3 separate regions of the Rattus norvegicus genome follow, and all the other regions are linked to region 3. Evidence: chromatin contacts called from public Hi-C data. All regions are on one chromosome and are shown on one strand. Each heading gives the region's core, a stretch centred on a gene start, on an enhancer-like site or on the middle of the called end of the contact. The rest is flanking DNA. Distances are from core to core; before and after follow the strand shown.

Region 1 (2,700 bases), core at 87-2,586, 210 kb before region 3:
ATGTCAGCAAAGGTGTGCTATGTTCCCATGATAACTGCTTGGTATGGGGCTGCCTTGTGGCTGAGCCCACAGGGACAGGCATGACAGAGGGCATGTGTCAGAGGGCTAATCTTTGCTTCACGGTCTCCCACGGAATGTCACCAATTGGGTGTCCAGGACCAAGAGTGCTGGGTCAGGCTTGCTGACCTCCGTGACTGTGGTCTATGGCAAGGGATGTGGCTACGGCAGCTACTCCAGATGAGGGTGGGGCAGCGGCAGTCCGTGTGCTAGCCGTCTACTATGTACCAGTCACTAGGCTGAGTTCCAGCCGGGCCTTGATGGGCCCGTGTGGGTGCACACTGAGGACAGTAATCAGACCCGTTTGATGAGGTCTCTTGGGTCAGTTGCCTGGATTGGAGCCCATGTGACCACAAACAACAGCAAAGGGTAGCACTCTGTGGGATGTCACAGTTTGTTCCTTCACCCTCCAGATGGGAAGACCGAGGCCCCAGCTGCTGAGTGCAGGGGAGACCTGAGAACACAGGCTAGAGCCCTGGCCTAGGCTTGTGGCTGCGCCACATGGCCCAGATCCCCTGTGTGAGGCTAGCACTCCCTGAGGCTCCACAAGCTCTCACTTTAGCGGTTCTGGGTGGCCAGCCTTGGCTAGACACATTCTGGGGATTACAACCCACCCAGAAATCGTGAAGGACAAGGGCCCTGGCCTTGGAACAGGAACGGACGCTAAGTGTCTCCTGGATCACCTCCACGCAGCCCTAGGCTGTCCTGAAAAGCTGGAGCACAAGCAGAGGCCCGAGTGCTACACTCCACATCTTTCCCTTAGGGGAGCACAAACTCCCCCTGAACTTAGGCCCCAGGGAGGTGGTTAACCAAAGTTAACCGGTGTGACATTCACATTCTCAACCTACAGGGCCTGCTCTGAACCAGGAAGTTCAAACACCTGGCTCCCTGGCCTGCTGTGTACCTTGGCTGCCCCATACAGCTTGGCTCTGGAGAGCTGGGGGGCAGAGAGGAAGTCTCAGGCTGGAAGGAAATGGGGTCAGACTCGGCCAATGCAGGCAGGTGGCTGAGAGCCAGGACGGACAACCTGTTCCTCCAGCCGGGCCTGGGGATCCCAAGGGACCTGCCTGGCCTGGAAGCTCCCTATTGGAGCCAGGACAGAAAAGGCTGGCTTCCTGCATGCTGGGTTCATGTGTCCCCTGGGGAGCAGAACTGTGGCCAGACCACGTGAATGACAGAGCCCGCCGCCAGGTGCAATGTTCCCCCGGGAGGAGTCTAGGAACCGACATAGCACTGGCCACATGGATGGGCCCAGAACCAGCCTCAGGGACTGTGGACTGCTGGCTCTTTTCCCAGGGACTGGGGCCTAGGGCCCAACTTAGCAGGACCTGGCTGGCCCTGGGTGGCTTCAGCCCCGTTCAGCCACGGCTGCCTGGCCAGAGCCAGATCAGAGCCTTCCCCCTTCCCCTTACTGTCATCCCAGGCTATCATCTTGAGTCCCGGTGGCTTCTCACAGCATACTGTGTTCTATATACCTGGCCCCTTAAAGCCCACCCCTTACAGTAGTGTGTTCCGGTCCCAGCTCTAACAAGACAACCCTGCCCTCATCCCCCAGAGGTCATCACTACGTCCCGCTGGCTTGGCCTCAGGAACAAACTCAAGCCTCCCCTTCCTCCCACTTCCAAGGCCACCTGTCAAGTCCAGGCTGCCCTAGAGCTGTTGGGAGGAGCACTTCAGCCTGCCTCCCACCCCTGCCCTACTCCCTACTGCCCTTTCTCAACAGGAATCAGAAACGGATTTTTCCCAAGACCCTAATCTGATGTCATGCCCCTCCCAAAGCAAACGGTCACTCAAAGCTAGTCTCTACCTCAGCTACACAATTTCGTCCCCATTTCCCTCTCTGACCTCCTCTCCCATTCCCAGTCCCTGAAGGGCCTTTCCCCATCATCCCCTACCCTCTCCTCACCAGATCCTTGTTGAATATCCAGCCCACTTATGTTGGCCCTGCACCCGCCCCAAACCATTTGTTTCTTCTCATGCCTGCCACCACTAGCTTAGGAGGAACCCTGGTGCTCAGAAGCACCAATGTGAAAATTCCACGGGGCCCTGGTAGACGCTGCCCTCTACCTGCACAAGAGGCTCTGTGCTGACAAGGAAGGGGTGTCAACATGGGCAGCCATGCCTTAGCCAGGGAAAGGTGAGCCAGTCCAGCTCAGGTCAGTCCTGCTGTCGTTCTAAGACAGAGACCTGTACTGCAACCTCAGGGAGCCCAAAGGTCACACGAGACCTGATTCACACCAAAGGAGAAGCTGGCTAGATGTATGTTTGCACGCACGTTCACAGACAGACGCACACACCCCAACATTAGATTGCCTCTGGTTTCTCAAGAGCCCCCAGCTCGAGCTGCTTCTGGAGCTCTATGGCTGAGCCTGTCATCTGCTGCTGCCTTAACTATGTGTCCTCCCAGCCTGGCCAGCTGCCACTGGAAGCTCCAGAGAAGAGGGCTGCCCTTCACTCTGACTGCATCCCTGTGCCCAGCACTCACCCTCTTTCTCGGCGGGAGGCACCGGGCTGCGGCACTTGCCACGTGGACTTCCTCCCGACTGCTGAGACACGTCACCCTCTGGCTGTAGGTGCTGCGTGGGTGGAGGCACAGGGGGAGCTGGCTTTGGGGGTACTGTGTCCTCCCGGGGGGGTTCATGG
Region 2 (2,700 bases), core at 102-2,601, 130 kb before region 3:
GGCACTGGTGAGCATGGAGCGGCCCACAGGGCAGAAATGTATCTGCCTTCAATGGAGACCCAGGTCTCCTCGGACAGGTATCCCTGTGAAGAGTCAAGCTCAAAACACGAAAGAGAGAGGAAGATTGCGTAGCCAGGACAGATGGAGATATATAAACCCAGATCCCAGCCAAGCAGCTGTTCAGGAGTCCCGCCCACCACGAGAAAAACAGCTAGCTTATGAAGTGTGGGGGATGGGGGGAGGGAGGCTACACCCTCCCGCTTTGAACAGTGATTGTGATTTCGCTGGTCAGACCACACCTGGTGTTGAGGTCTGTGAAGGAGGCCTCAATCTTAGCCTACCCTTGCAGAAAGAGTGCTGGGGAGTCAACACAGTTGACAAAGTCCCCCAACCTTGAAGTCTCATCGTGGTGCCAGGCTCCCTCCCTGCTCACTAGCGTTCTACCAACCCCTACATTTTTCACAAGGGTCAAGATCACCTTATCACGGTAAGAAAATGAGGGAATTGAGAGAGGAGAGAGCTGAGTGTGCACACCATTTAAAAAAAAAAAAAAGACCACCAGGCCAATCAATCTAGTCTATCAGCCTAGACACTTGATTACATGCACGGCAATCGATTAGTAATGTCTGTCTCGGGTATAGCCGCAGATAGCGTGAACTATAGAACTATAGGTTAACTTAGTTTTCCATTGGCATATTTTCTCCTTTTCGGTCCTTTTTATTTTGTTTTAGATTTCATTTTATCTCTATGTATCTGTGTGTATGTCTATGTGCCTATGCACTGGAGTCCAGTGCCCACCTAAGCCAGAGAGAACCTGAAGACATTGGATATCCTGGAGTTAGAAGCAGCTATGAATTGCTCAACATGGATGCGTAAAACCATGCTCAGATCCCCTGAAAAGCAGCTCAGGCCCTTTTGAGGCCCTGGCTTTGTGTCTTAAACAGTTCTTACTGCAAAGAATCAATGATAGCAGCTAAGTGTGCTGAGGCTATAGAAGCAGCCAGGCTCCTGCCCCTAGAGGATGAGCAACTGGGAAACCTCAGAGACCAAACAGCAAGGGAAGATCAAGACCCTGCAAAACAAGACCCAGGAGAAGGACAAGGCTACCAGGATGACCCTGCCAAGGAGGACTTGGAGAGAAGGGATCCCATACTCAGATCGCTGCAACCAAGCCTTCTGCACGAGCTGTCTAATGCGACCCCCCCAAACACAAGGAGGATATCATGGGTGGTGTGAACAACAAGAGAATGAGGGGCCCAGAAGCAAGAACGGTTCTTCCCGGTCGCACAGCAAGGACAGCACAGGTTCTACAGGGTGAGGCTCGACTGGCACCTCCGCAGGGAACGGGGACAGTCACAGGTCACAGGTCACAACCTGCCCAGTGGCTGATCACAACACCCGACTCAAGAGTAGAGGCCCACCCCACCCCCCGGATATTTCCACTACAAACAGAACAAGTGGGGAGCCCCAAGAAACACACTGTACCCCAGCACAAGTCTAAGAAGTAGAGACGCACACGAGGTCATATGGAGACAGAGTTCAGCCGAGCCCTGTGAACCCTGGATTCACAGGTCACTCCTGAGTGGTGTGTTCATTCCAACGGAGCCTCACCTCAGGGCTTCCACGCAGCCTGGGGCACTGCCCACCCAGACGCCATGCATCGCCTGTCCCTCCTCTCCCGTCCCAGCTCCACCAACGACATTAGGCTCACCACTTAAAACATGGCCTCCTCCAGCCTCGCCTTTGCTCACTGTTCCCCAAGAGAATGTCAGCTCCCCAGAGTGAGAGGGTTTCTCAGGCCTTCACAGCTCTGTCCCCAAGGCTTGGAAATTGGCCTGTGACAAACCTAATCTGCATTTGTCCAACAAATGAACGAGTGAATCCATTAATGAGTGAAGAACGAACCGACAGGCCAATGACCGAGAGAGTGAGTAAATGAATGGACAGACAAATGAGGGCCCTGAGGCAGTAACAAGTGACATGTGCAGGTGGTGCAGGAACCCACGATGTGCCCACACACCCAGGACGTCAGCCCCAGCCAGCACCCAGTGCCATTAGACAGGAGCAGCCTGAGCCCCATGTGGCATAGCAGTTTGTAAATAACTGGACAACAGCCCGCAGGTCCATCCCACAGCCAAGAGTCAGCCAGCTAGGCCCAAGGCCAAGGCTAGAGACAGTCAACTTTGTCAGGCGTCCCTGGCACACACCTTGCCCGGCACTGACCTGCAGATACATGGCTCTTGCGCCCCACTGCCAGCAGCATGGAGACAGGGAAAGGGACAAACTATAGGGTGTGACAAGGAAGCCTGACGCTCACAGGAAGCATGTTATTCCCGATGACACGAGGGGACTAACAGTCTGATGCTGTAGGCAGGGGGTGCCCACTGTCACATCACACAGAGACCCGCTCATAGCCCAAGCATGGCGTCACCTTGGTAGAACCCCAGCCGTTTTATAAGCAGTTCACTTGACTGAGAGCGCAGAGCTTCCTCGAAGATAGGCCTGCTAGAGTGTGTGAGTGGCACACATCATGCATACCCAGGCCCAGGACACCACACACTGAGCTGGTCACTACACCAGGGCTAGAACCACGGTGGCTCCCTGAGATGCTGTGATCTCCCCTACAGGCCTCATGGCTTCTCTTCTCTGCCCTCTCTTTCCTAAGACACAGCATTAAGAGGGAAAGTGTAGGATCTTTTC
Region 3 (2,804 bases), core at 137-2,636:
CACGATGACACCTGCTTCCTGGGGGAGGGGGTATCACATGCTGGCCCTACTTCCAACCAAGACATGCTTGTTGCAGAGTGAGTGGACAAGCAAGGGAATGGGATCTCCTCTGGTTGCCTCACTAGAAGCTGCTTTTGTAAACCTGGTGGTGGTGGTGGTGGTGGCAGCAGCGGCCGCAGCCCATGCTTTTAATTCCAGTATTCAGGAGGCAGAGGCAGGATAGCCAGGTTTACACAGAGAAACTCTGTGAAAGAAAGGAAGAAAGAAAGAAAGAAAGGAAGAAAGAAAGAAAGAGAGGAAGGAAGGAAGAAAGAAAGAAAGGAAGGAAGGCGGAGAGGAAAAAAGGAAAGAAAGAAACACAAGTTGCGTTTGTGCAGTGTATAACACAGATATTGCCCCCTGAGACTGCTACAGGCCCCTCCAGGACCCCTCCAAGGCCCCTCCAGGACCCCTCCAAGGCTCCTCCAGAAACCCCCCCCAGGGCCCCTTGGCTATGAGACACTGGAAGGGACGTCAGTCAATCCCACCATGTCTCCCCTGTGAGTGCAGCTGAAGGGCTCATGGTGATCACTCTCTTGGTCTGAGCCCAGAGACCTCTTGCCTGGTCATTGGCCTCATCTGACCCAGCCGGCCATCACCCAGGGTCCTATGCCCTACCCTCAAGGACACAGTATGTCACCTCTCTGTGCCGTGTGTATCTTACTCCTGTTGCCCTCTCTGAGTCAGGCTCCCCTGGGTCCCAGAGGTGGGGCTGAGAGGGAAGGAAATAACACAGGAGGAAAGGCCCCAGGAAGTTCCCTGGGGAGAGGTGAGTGACCCCACATAAACTCTCTTCTCTCTCCCTCTCTCTCTCTCTCTCTCTTCCTCTCTCTCTCTCTTGGGTGAGCCCTGCCTCCTGCTGGATGTGGAGTCTGGCTGCAGGGGAGGGGGAGGGGAAGCTCTGCGGCTGTGTGCCTCAGAAGCCTGCCTGGCGTTCCCCAAGGGTAGAATGTATTTTAGTTCATTCACCCCCAGAGAGAGAGGCAAAGGTCACACAGGGATCGAAAAACCGATTCACGCTGAGCCTGCCCAGCCCACTGTAGAGAGGGTGGTGTGTGGAATCTGGGGCCACCGCTTCACACATTTCTGGCTGCTGCCACCATCAGGACCCTGGGCTTTTATCCACATCTTCCTGGTTCTCTCACCTTAGCCTGATAGCTTCCAGGAACGGCATTCTGGCCAAGTGGCTGGTAAGTGGCTCTTGAGGTCAAGAGTCCGTCTGGGACCAGTGATGTGTAGCGTCTAAAGTGTGAGGTTCATCTCGGGTGAATGGGGCCACAGGGCAGGAATGTGCTAGGCCCGACTCTCCTGACATTTGCTCCCAGACCGGATGTTCTCCTGGCAAGTGAAAGGCACCTGGTGGCCTAGAGCCAGGCCATGAAGAGCCAGACTATGCCAGGCTGGGCCAGCAAGAGTCAGGCCACAGTGAGCCACCAGTGGATGTTAAACCAGGGCAGAAGAGACACAGGGAGGTAAGAATGAGGCTGGTATCCCATGCCTCACTCACCCCCACATCTTTACCCAGCAGAAGTGAGTGGGTCTGGTGATCTCTCTTCTGCACAAGATTTTTTAAATTAAAGATTTAAGGAAATGTGTGTAAGTATGTATATGTGTATATGTGTACATATGTGTAGACATGTATATATATGCATATGTATGTGCGCACATGTGTGTATGTATATGCATATTGTGTACATATATGCATATTGTGTATATGTGCGTGCATATGAATATGCATGTGCATATATGTATATATGTATATATACATATGCACATGTGTAATTATATGTGTGTGCATATATGTATATATGTATACATATGCATGTGTATATATGAGCATAGATGTATACATATGTGTGTAAGTATGTGTATATATGTATACATGTGTTGTGTATATGTGCATATGTATATGTGTGTGCATATATGTGTATCTGTGTACGAGTATATCTGTAGGTGTGTAGGGGTGTGTGTGTGTGTGTGTGTGTGTGTGTGTGTGTGTGTGTGTGTGTGTGCTGGAGTCCCATGTGGTTGCTGGGAACTGAACTCAGGTCCTCTGTAAGAGTTGTATACTTTCTTACGTTTTGTTTGGTTTTTTGTTTGTTTGTTTTTTTTCAGAGCTGGGGACCAAACCCAGGGCCTTGCGCTCGCTAGGCAAGCACTCTACCGCTGAGCTAAATCCCCAAACCCCGAGTTGTATACTTTCTTAAGGATTGTGTCATGTTTCCAGCCTCGCCATGAGATACTAGCAACTCTCAAAGCTTCCTACATTCTACCCTGAAGGGACGTCCCCGCTGCATGCTTTAACAATCACAGCTGATGGCTGCTGGGGAAAAGCACTTGCTATGGGAGCCTGGAGACCTTAGTTCGATCCTTAGAACCCATGAGTAGGTGGAGGGAGAGAATCTCTCCCACAAAGGTATCGTCTGACCTCCATATGGCGTGCGTGCAACCCTCCTCCATATACACACCGTACACATACAATCAGGAGAAATAACCATAGACAAAGGCCAGGCCTGGAAGGTAGGCCAACATTCTAGCAACTTGGGAGACTGAGGCAGAGTGACTAAAAATTCTAGGCCAGCCTAGGCTACACAGAGAGTTCAAGGCAGCCTGGTCAACTTAGTGAGACCCTCCCTTAAAAGAAAACGTAGTAAAACAGCTGGAGATCGGAGAGATGGCTCAGTGATGAGGAGCACTGGATGCTCTCCCAGAAGACCTGGGTTTGAGACCCAGCATCAGCATGAGAGCTTACCTGTAACTCTAGT

Evidence for each region. Hi-C and Micro-C count contacts between places; a contact is called where the count stands out from the background.
Region 1: a Hi-C map of liver shows a contact between it and region 3, with 2.3 times the contacts expected there. The contact joins two enhancer-like sites. A contact is called at or near these places in 2 of 12 Hi-C or Micro-C datasets (both in liver).
Region 2: a contact with region 3 is called in a Hi-C map of liver, with 2.9 times the contacts expected there. The contact joins two enhancer-like sites. A contact is called at or near these places in 4 of 12 Hi-C or Micro-C datasets (Schwann cells, liver and psoas muscle) and 1 of 1 datasets of contacts at active chromatin or transcription factors (oligodendrocytes).

Annotation. Positions count from the first base shown.
Region 1 is chr12:37,263,602-37,266,301 of GRCr8, reverse strand. It overlaps Ncor2 (nuclear receptor co-repressor 2), which reads right to left. Exons shown (of 47, transcript NM_001108334.1): 23 at 2,543-2,700. Among named protein-coding and RNA genes, the nearest start is that of Rflna, 39 kb to the left of the region's middle. Within about 2 kb of position 1,336, at least 24 of the 93 cell types and tissues checked have an H3K27ac peak or open chromatin away from gene starts, as enhancers often do. A contact at or near this core is called in liver, where this site is marked.
Region 2 is chr12:37,183,517-37,186,216 of GRCr8, reverse strand. The region is part of intron 2 of Ncor2 (nuclear receptor co-repressor 2); the gene reads right to left. It overlaps LOC120095965 (a long non-coding RNA gene), which reads left to right. Exons shown (of 2, transcript XR_010056761.1): 2 at 1-1,889. Among named protein-coding and RNA genes, the nearest start is that of Ncor2, 57 kb to the right of the region's middle. Within about 2 kb of position 1,351, at least 7 of the 93 cell types and tissues checked have an H3K27ac peak or open chromatin away from gene starts, as enhancers often do. A contact at or near this core is called in liver, where this site is marked.
Region 3 is chr12:37,054,928-37,057,731 of GRCr8, reverse strand. No RefSeq gene overlaps it. Among named protein-coding and RNA genes, the nearest start is that of Ncor2, 72 kb to the left of the region's middle. Within about 2 kb of position 1,386, at least 8 of the 93 cell types and tissues checked have an H3K27ac peak or open chromatin away from gene starts, as enhancers often do. A contact at or near this core is called in liver, where this site is marked.